Linked DNA regions of Pan troglodytes: all the other regions are linked to region 3. A link is a contact called in public HiChIP or PLAC-seq data. All regions are on one chromosome and are shown on one strand. The core of a region is the stretch at or near the end of the contact, and the rest is flanking DNA. Distances in the headings are between cores, read along the strand shown. Region 1 holds the start of PTGER2 (prostaglandin E receptor 2). Region 2 holds the start of ERO1A (endoplasmic reticulum oxidoreductase 1 alpha). Region 3 holds the start of TXNDC16 (thioredoxin domain containing 16).

Evidence for each region. HiChIP or PLAC-seq counts read pairs in DNA pulled down with a chosen protein or histone mark.
Region 1: a contact with region 3 is called in an H3K4me3 HiChIP or PLAC-seq map of stem cell-derived excitatory neurons, with 2.1 times the contacts expected there. The contact joins the promoter of PTGER2 here to the promoter of TXNDC16 in region 3. A contact is called at or near these places in 1 of 7 Hi-C or Micro-C datasets (stem cell-derived neural progenitor cells) and 1 of 1 datasets of contacts at active chromatin or transcription factors (stem cell-derived excitatory neurons).
Region 2: an H3K4me3 HiChIP or PLAC-seq map of stem cell-derived excitatory neurons shows a contact between it and region 3, with 4 times the contacts expected there. The contact joins the promoter of ERO1A here to the promoter of TXNDC16 in region 3. A contact is called at or near these places in 1 of 7 Hi-C or Micro-C datasets (stem cell-derived neural progenitor cells) and 1 of 1 datasets of contacts at active chromatin or transcription factors (stem cell-derived excitatory neurons).

The regions. Positions count from the first base shown.
Region 1 is chr15:50,315,004-50,318,298 of NHGRI_mPanTro3-v2.0_pri, reverse strand. It overlaps PTGER2 (prostaglandin E receptor 2), which reads right to left and starts at 1,742. Exons shown (of 2, transcript XM_016926089.4): 1 at 314-1,742. The coding sequence starts at 1,156.
Region 2 is chr15:50,706,293-50,709,391 of NHGRI_mPanTro3-v2.0_pri, reverse strand. It overlaps ERO1A (endoplasmic reticulum oxidoreductase 1 alpha), which reads left to right and starts at 1,551. Exons shown (of 16, transcript XM_509950.8): 1 at 1,551-1,902. The coding sequence starts at 1,789.
Region 3 is chr15:50,560,841-50,563,869 of NHGRI_mPanTro3-v2.0_pri, reverse strand. TXNDC16 (thioredoxin domain containing 16) reads left to right here and starts at 1,591. Exons shown (of 21, transcript XM_001158742.7): 1 at 1,591-1,895. It overlaps GPR137C (G protein-coupled receptor 137C), which reads right to left and starts at 1,375. Exons shown (of 8, transcript XM_024348727.3): 1 at 620-1,375. The coding sequence starts at 1,063.

The DNA.
Region 1 (3,295 bases), core at 493-2,992, 250 kb after region 3:
ACAGCGAGAAAGGGACACTGCCCAGGGCTAGGATGAGGAGATTGGCTAGCTTAGCTGAGGCCCAGGACTCCCTTTCGGACGGTCTGTATTATTGTATAAGAAACTCTAGCCTAGCAACGCCCATAAGCCAGGATAAGGAAGTGGGCTAAAGAGGAGGGGAAACTAGTGGGGAAGGCTACAGATCTTTACAAATTAGGACATATTTTTACAAGTTGCAAAAAGTTTGTAGGGCGGTGGAAAGGGTGGAGGCGTCAGGGGAGAGCATGAGAAGGCTGAGCAGAGCCGGGCTGTGGAAACGTAGGGAGTGACTTACCGTGAAAGGCAAGGAGCAGACGGCGAAGGTGATGGTCATGATAGCCAGGAGAATGAGGTGGTCCGTCTCCTCCGCCATGGACACCCTTTCCCCTCTCCTGCGGGCCCCGGGGCCGCCCCGGCCACTGCCCAGGGAAGGTCCGCAGCGGCTTCTCCGGCTTCGGCGGTGCATGCGGATGAGGTTGAGAATGACGCTGAAGTTGCAGGCGAGCACCGAGACGATGAGAAGCAGCAGCAGGGTGGCGTACAGCTGCAGGTAAGCGGTCCGCCCGTGCCGGATGAAGCACCAGGTCCCGGGGCAGTACTGGACGTACTGCCCATAGTCCAGCAGCGGCAGCGAGCAGAAGAGCAGGGAGACTGCATAGATGACAGGCAGCACGGCCAGGCCCCCGGAGCGCGAGACGCGGCGCTGGTAGAAGTAGGGGTGCCCGATCGAGAGGTAGCGCTCCAGGGCCATGGCGAAGAGCATGAGCATCGTGGCCAGGCTGAAGAAGGTCATGGCGAAAGCGAAGTAGGTGCACGCGCGGCTCTCGGGCGCCAGTGCCACCAGGGTCTGGTTCCGCGCGTACGAAGCCAGTACCACTGGGCTGATGAGGCAGGTCCCGAGCAGGTCGGTGAACACCAGCTCGGTCACCAGCACGTGGAACAAGGAGAGGGAGCTCCTGCGGCCGGCGCTGCACCCCACGTCCCCCCGCCAGCGGCGCGCCAGCAGCGCCAGTGCTATGAGGTTCCCCAGCACCCCGGCCGAGAACATGACGGAGCTGATGGCTGGGCTTTCGCCTGGGGGAAGCCACTGTCGCGTCTCGCAGTCCTCAGACCGGGAGTCATTGGAGGCATTGCCCATGGTGGGGTGCCTGGAAAAGAGATGCGCCCTCCTCTCCCGGCCTTTACCTGGGAGGAAGAGGGTCTGAGAGCCGGAGCGTTCCGAGACTCAGAGGAAAAAGGGGAGGGACCGAAATCCAGAGCCCCCTTCCCGCACCCAGCGCGCCGACGGCGGCTTGCCCTGGGTCTCCCGCCGCGCGCCGAGTGGCAGCTCGGCTGCTGCATCCGAGCGGCGCTCGGGGCTCCCGCGCCTACCCGCGCGGGCCAAGGCCGGGAGCCAGAGCCTAGGGGAGCCGTCGTCTCCGCCCCCGCACTGTCGGGGGGCGGGCCCAAGAGTGCTGGCCAGGCCTTGCAAGTGCGAGTGTCCGCGAGCTGCAGGGGAGGCAGGACGCGTCACACTCGCGGGGGCGTTCCGAGTCCCTGGGGCGCGCCGGCGGGGAGGGAGAGAAGGAGTCTGAGCACCCGCTGGGCGCGGCACTGGGCAGAGGCGCGCGTGTTGCCGGTGTACTGAAGCTGCCCGCGACCGGCGGGAGCGGCGTTTCTCGCTTCCTCGGGGTCCGGTACTCGAAGCGCACGGCAGTCTGACCTCGGCTGGGAAGCGTTAAGCCCCAGCAGAGGGCTGGGAGGGAGTGCAGGAGCACTTGCGGGGTCTGCGCAGAATACACAGAAGATCGGGGCAACGAGCAAAGCAAAGCAACTCACCAAACAATGAAGTTAGGAGAACCCAATCCCGTGAAATGAGCGGAACAAGGGAATAACAGTGCAAAGGCAGCTTGAAGTAAGACCAGAATGTTTTGCTTTGTTTTTACTATTCCCAGGAAGATACACTAAGAGGTTGGGACAAAAATTGGGATGAAGCGTAAAGCAAGTGTGTCCATCCAAGGAACCAAACCACACAATGCGCACCACCGAGCGGCCTGTTGCACTGCCGCTTTGATTCGGTTACTAGCATTTCACCGTTTCCTATGTCAACAGCATAACGGATAACCACTTGTTTAAGCAACCATTAAAAAAAAAGGAGTGTTTCTTGTACAGAATTGTGTTTGTGGATACAACATGAAAACCATTGCACATCACTGTTCTGTCCTTAAGCTGAGCCTTGTAAGAAAATGTTGATATTTTGTTTAGCCGTTTATCTTTACATGTTGTTAACCACGTAGTATCCATCCAGAAAGACTTGTTCCTGGCAAAGTGTATTGGTAAGTGGCCAGTTTCAGACTGGAGCTGACAGTAATGGTTTCCTACCACATATTGTCATAATTGCAGAGTCGTGAAAATGGGCTGATATTTAACACAAAACAAAACAAAATCCAGTTTGGCAGACAACATAGGTAATTGTGTTCTGTAAGAAGTCACATTCACTTGGGGAAGGGAGGCCAACTGGGAAGTGAAGGGTCTGATCTGCCTAGGGAACTGGCAAGAAAGACAGTCACAACGTGGGAGGAAGCAAAGATTGCCTGCTGAAGAGCCTATCTTGCTACAGCCTGCTTACTCTCCATGAATATTTTTTGCTAACTTTGATGATTCTGGCCTGGGGATTGGAATGCGGAGTTGGGGGGGTGGTCCCACTAGGAGAAGCATAATTTACTGGATCGCTTGCAAAGTTTACAGGCCTGTTTTCACATGTCAGCAGGCACTACTTCAATCCCTAAACTTCTCATGGCATGGATTCCTAGGAAAGAGGATCTTAACTCCTACAGTTTTTCTTTCAAGCTGTAAACTCTGCAGGTCAGTAACAACTTATTACCAATCTTTGCCATCCATCTCTGACTATTCCCCTACTCCAACATTCCCCCATCTCACCCCAAGCAATGGGGAAACATCAAACTTAAATCAGAAGTATTTCTTAATAGGAAAACACTATGATTTATAGCATAATTCTGCACTGCAGTTTTACTATTAAATAAGGGATTTTAGATTCACTGAATTTGCACAGTGCTTATTTTCCAAATATTTTTATACCTTTTTAATTTTCATAAGGCCCCTCACAACAAAAACCTACTATTTAACCTTTCCTATATATTTGTCTCTAGTTTTTCTTTGGATGGGTACCTGGTGGCAGGCCGGTCCCTGGTTTTTGTGAATACGAGAGCAAGAGTGCAGTTGAAGATCCTCCCCCAGGCCCCTGCCCCCTTGTCTTCCTAACCCCTGACTCAGTCTT
Region 2 (3,099 bases), core at 302-2,801, 150 kb before region 3:
TAGCTGGGTATGGTGGCGCAGGCCTGTAATCCCAGCTACTCGGGTGGCTGAGGCGTAACAATCACTTGAACCCGGGAAGCGGAGGTTGCAGTGACCCGAGATTGCGCCACTGCACTCCAGCCTGGGTGAGGAAGTGAGAGTGTCTCAAAAAAAAGTCTTCTTAAAACAACAAACAAACAAACAAACAAACAAAAAACAAAAAGTAAGGCCAGGTGCAGTGGCTCATGCCTGCAATTCTAGCACTTTGGGAGGCTGAGATGGGTGGGTCACCTGAGCTCAGAGTTAGAGACCAGCCTGGCCAACATGGCAAAACCCCTTCTCTACTGAAAATACAAAAATTAGCCGAGTGTGTGGTGGCTTACGCCTGTAATCCCAGCTACTGGGGAAGCTCAGGCAGGAGAATCTCTTGAACCTGGGAGGCAGAGATTGCAGTAAGCCAAGATGACGCCACTGCACTCCAGCCTGGGCGACAGAGCGAGACTCCACCTCAAAAAAAAAAAAAAAAAAAAAAAAAAAGTAATCCCAGCACTTTGGGAGGCTGAGGCGGGAGAATCGCTCTTGAGGAGTTTGAGACCAGCCTGGGCAACATGGTGAAACCTCGTTTCTACTAAAAATAAAATTAGCCAGGCGTGGTGGTGCACGCCTGTAGTTCATGCTACTCAGGAGGCTTAGGTGGGAGGATCGCTTGAGCCCAGGAGTTCGAGGTTGCAGTGAGCCGCGATCGCATCATTGCAGGCCAGCCTGGGTGACCCAGGGAGACCCTGTCTGGAAAAAAAAAAAAAAAGCGGATAGACTAGTCCCAACTCTGAATGTTAAAAGACCAGGACTGGGTATCAGAGGACCTCCAATCCTTGCTCACCTTACCTCACTTCTCTAGGCCTATTTCTTCCTATCATATGAGCGGGTGGCTTCCACCCTCGCTGTCTAATACAGTGGGCACTAGCCAGCCACATTTGACTATGAAATGGGTCTAGTTCGCATCCAATACACACTGGATTTCAAAGACAAAAAAAGTCAAATATCTTATGAATAAACTTAATGTTGGTTATATTTTGAAATAATATTTTGCACATTCGGGGTTAAATAAAAATATTTTAAAAATAAAATGTACCTGTTTTTACTCTTCTGCTGTGGCTACTAAAAATATAAATGACATATGCTGCCCTGGTCTAGATGCTCTCTAATATCCCTTTCAGCTTTAAGACTCCGCCGGGAACACGGTGGACACGTAATTCGTACGATTTGATTGTCTCGCATTGAGATACGGAAGGATTGGCCGGGAGTGAGCGGGCTGGGGCTGGGCGGGGCGGCGCGGGGCGGGCACCCCCCGCCCCCCAACCCCGCAGGAAAATACAGGCCCCTCCGGCTTTCGCTCTCGCTCTGGGAACTGGAAGGACCCCCGACTCCCGCGCAGGGCCTGGGGTTGTGCGCGCCGGGTTGCGTCTCCAGGCCGGGGGCGTCAGGGAGCCGGGGGCGGGGACGGGCGCGGGCGCAGCGGACCGGGCGGGGCCGAGCCGGGAAGCTGGTCGGTGCGTCAGCCTCACGCGGCGGGAAGGAACCGGTCCGAGGCCCCGGGCTGCCGGCGCGGGCGCCGCGGCACGTCCACAGGCAGGGTCGCGAGGTGGCGATCGCTGAGAGGCAGGAGGGCCGAGGCGGGCCTGGGAGGCGGCCCGGAGGTGGGGCGCCGCTGGGGCCGGCCCGCACGGGCTTCATCTGAGGGCGCACGGCCCGCGACCGAGCGTGCGGACTGGCCTCCCAAGCGTGGGGCGACAAGCTGCCGGAGCTGCAATGGGCCGCGGCTGGGGATTCTTGTTTGGCCTCCTGGGCGCCGTGTGGCTGCTCAGCTTGGGCCACGGAGAGGAGCAGCCCCCGGAGACAGCGGCACAGAGGTGCTTCTGCCAGGTGAGCGATGTGCGCGTTGGTGCTGAGGGTCCCGGCGCCCTCCGCGGCGTGCACTGTCCCGCACGCCCTGGCGGGTGAGCGGCTGGGGGTGCGTCCTTGCATCTCTTCCCACCGGGAATGAGACTCCGGTGCTGCTGCCCGGTGGCCGGGACTGAGTCTGGCTTGGCGTGGACCGGGCCTCCACGGCAGCCTGGACGTCGCCGCGCCCTCCGGTGCCTCAGACCTGGAGAGGGGTTGGGTGCACGCGGTTGAGTGGGTTTATGCATCTTTGTTGGTCTTATCTGCCCGGGGAGAGTGTGCACAGTGTATAATGCACTGCCAGTATTTGCTATTTTCACAGAACCTGGATCTTTCTCACTTCTCTCTTGACCAGGAACTTGTGTACCCAGTACCTGTGCTGCGTGCATTTCGCCAGCCTTTCTGGCTAAGACGTTTGTGGGCTGATCTCAGATTTCGATGTTAGGCGGAAGAATGGCTGCTTGCGGTTTTTCTGTGTGTAAGCCCAACTACCTGATGTCTTTGGGACTGCAGTTGCCCTCTGGTTTCTGGTCCTGTGTGCTCTTTTTCTCGAATGTAATGAGATTCTCTTATCGTGACACCCGTTAAGCTGGTACGAATTGGGAGGAAGGTCCTTATTCTTCAGTGCACAAGTTTAATTAAAAGCGGATTATGATCATTTCCTTCTGTAAGAGATGTGGTTTCTTGAGCAAAAAATTGAGAGAAACTTACAGTTTTCCATTATCTTCAGTATCTAGTATTTCAATGTGATTACTCTTGTCAAAGCCACTTTTTGGTTGACTCTGTTGATAAAAATTACGTTTTATACAAAATTAAGGGTTAGGCATCCATGTTATTCCTAAGTGGATTTTGCTATTAATTTATTATCAGAAATACCATTTTATGTGTTTAGGGGCATGATACCATGTCAAAGGAAAGATGCATTTAAATATTATGAAAGGTTTCTCTTTCACTACTTTACATTCTTGGATTTTGTTGTTTTGCTGAGTGATTTGGGAGTTGAGGTGAGTGTTATCTAGGAAACTAAGGGAAGTTGAAAGAAAATTGCTACTTTACAACTGAGACATTGAAAAGTCCTTTACCTTCAATCATTACAAACGACACACAATCAAGTACTTAACAGGAAAAAGGGTCATTTTTCTTCTGATTAGAAATATAACGCAACACCGAGATTAAACA
Region 3 (3,029 bases), core at 342-2,841:
GCTTTATGGAGGTCCTTATCCTGATCCTCAGCATTGGTTATTGATCATCAACCCTGCTGGGGAACTATCGAACGAAATTTATGTGAGGCTTATCGAGCCACAGGAAAGGAGATGCAGGAGGGAATATAAGCTTCTAATAAAAGAAACGCAGCAACAATAGCAGAGGAACAGCTCTGCCTGGTGACGTAATGGCTGGCAGCAGTCCAGCTTCAGCAGAGCTGCTGCTACCTCAGCATCCAACCTCCCTCAACATAGTCCGGCTTCGGCAGAGCCACCGGGGCTGCTACTTCTTGCGATGCCACTTTGTTGGTGCCACCAACGCCTTACCTCGAAGGGCCAGAACACCGAACAAAGGGTTCGTTCCGTTGCTGTTTTAAGTTGTCAGACACACACACTCACTCACCCCCTAGCCCGGACCCCTCAGTAATCAAGCCAATCAGACACTTAAGTTTAAGGCGAAAACACTGGCTCACACTCCAGGTGTGCCTCAGTTTCCCCAGGCTGGTTTCCAGTCCGCCTCTCGCTGCCCACCCCCCGCCCCCGCTGGTCCTCAGCGGGAGATGATCCCGGCGGCCCCGCGCACCCGCCCGGGCCCCGCATGCCGGCCCTCCCGCCTTACCTCCGCCAGGTAGAGGTTGAGGAGACAGAGCGTGGAGAACTGGAGACAGGAGGGGAAGCAGTAGAGCAGCCAGTGGGGGAAGAAGTGCAGGTGAGCGGGCGGCCGGAGCAAGGGCAGGGAGCCGCTGAGCGAGAAGGCGGCGGAGAAGAGGGTGGTCCTGAGCGCTGCCCACAGGAGACAGAGGAAGAGGCAGAGGCTCTGGTAACTCAGCCGCCGCTCGCGGTACAGGAGCAGCCGCCACAGCTGCAGGTAGGCAAAGGCGAACAGCGCGGCGTAGAGCAGGGCGTGCAGGACGCTCAGCGCCAACTGCACGGAGCCCGGCACCGCGGCGCCTGAGGCTGCAGCGACGGCGCCTCCGCCTCCGCCGCCCCCGCCGGGCGTGGAGGGCTCGCGGCCGGCTGCGGGGGCGGCAGCGGCCGCCGGACCCGGCACGGACACCCTCATGAGGGGGCTGGGGGCCGGGCGAGCGAGCGCGGGAAGGAAGGGGCTGGACTCGGAGCCGCCGTCGAAGGGGAGAAGGACTGCCCCCTTACCCCCCACCCACCCCAGCCTCTAACCCCAGGAAGCGCCGTGACGGGACCCGGAGTCCAGCGCAAAGCAGCCGCGGCTCCCCCGGACCCCGCCTCCTCTTTCCCCCCACCCCCCGGGGGTCTCGGCTCCTCCTGCTGCGGCTCTGCTCCGTAGCTGCAAAAAACAACTCTCGGCTGGAGACAATCAGCTGAGAAACCCGAGCATTTGAGGCGCTCGCTCCGCACTGTGGGCTCGCGCCGATTGGCCCAGGCAGGCACGCCCCCTGAGCGCCGCGCTCGGAAGGCCACGGGCCGCAGGACCCGTCGCTCGAGGGTCCCGAGATCTGATTGGGCGCGTAATTTCCCTACTTTCTCCCGCCCCTGTACTTCCCACCCACGCTGCTGATTGGCCCTGCTACTGCACCGCCCGTTCGCGCCGGCGGGAGGACTCTGTAATCGTCTGTCACTCTCGCTCCGCCCACCACGTTTCCCATTGGTTAGAGAGTGCCTCGCGTAGGGAGCACGAGGAGAAGGAGGAGCTTCGCAGGTTGTTTTTTCCCAGGAGGCCGACTCCGCCGAGTCGGTGGCGGCTGCAGGCTGGGAGGGAGAAGTGCTACGCCTTCGCAGGTTGGCGAAGTGGTTCCAGGCTACCCGGCTAGTCTGGCACGGCCCCGTCTTCTGCCTCCTCCTCCGTCGCGTGGCGGCGGGAACTGTTGGCCGCGCGGCCTCGGGAACGGCCCAGGTCCCCGCCCGCAGGTCCCGGGCAGGTAGGTGACAGCGCCGGCCCTTCAGGCTGTGTGCTCTGCCTGCAGACCCGGGGATTCAGACGAAGCGGCTTTCTGTAGCCAGGGCTGCACTGCACAGCTCCGGAGTCTGACTTAAGACACCCGTCTCTGGGGCACCGAAAGGCCTCACCTGGAGCCTCCTGAGGGCATTTTGCCCTCTCTTTTCGCTGCATGAACGGCGGGAAACACCGGAGCCCTTTGTGGGTCGAGGGGATGGAAAGGGGCGACGGGGAGAATCGGAGCTCTTAAGTGAAAGACCCTTTCCTCCCAAGGCCAAGGGAAATGTCTCTTAAGGAAGAGTAGTAGTAGTATCAGATGGATGTTGAAGCGATCTGTGAGCAGGGGGAAGCTGGTTCTTTCAAACGTAGAATTTGGGAAGATGCTCTGGGCTTAAGTTTTGGGAAAAAGGCAGAAACAGACTTGTAAGTATGATGATTGCCTGGAGAGGAAGTAGAATATTCTGTACTGTTTAAATTCCACATGTATCGAAGCCTTGGACCTGTGTATGGTAGATGGTGGCGCTATTCCTGGGGCTGAGAGAGAAAATACATGCTATGTTACTGCTGTGAAGAAGCGAGGAATAATCAGATCGACTAACGTATATTGGGCCGGCACATAGTTGTTGACTTTTTTTTTTTTCGTATTTGGAAATAAAATTAGCAAGTAGTGCAAAATTAAAAGGAAATAATTTGTTTTCTTTAGAATACACAGCACATTACGAATTCAGTATCCTTGTGAAAGACATTGCTACGTTTATTGGAGCAACAAAGACCCAGCTTTTCTTACCTCACCATCCTTTGTCCTATGCTTTTTTTTTTTTTTCCTTTTTTCAGGCAGGGTCTCGCTCTGTCGCCCAGGCTGTAGTGACAGTTCACTACAAACCTCCACCTCCTGGGCACAAGCAGTCCTCCCACCTCAGCCTCCCAAGTAGCTGGGACTACAGGCACTGGAGCCACCATGCCCGGCTGATTTTTTTTTTTTTTGGTAGAGACGAGGTTTCACTATATTGTCCAGGCTGGCCTTTGTCATATGCTTTGCCCAAGAAGAGTGTTGCTGTCTTTTTTCCTAGCTAAGTATTCCACAGGGAACTTTAAAGTCTATTTTGTAGATTCTGGG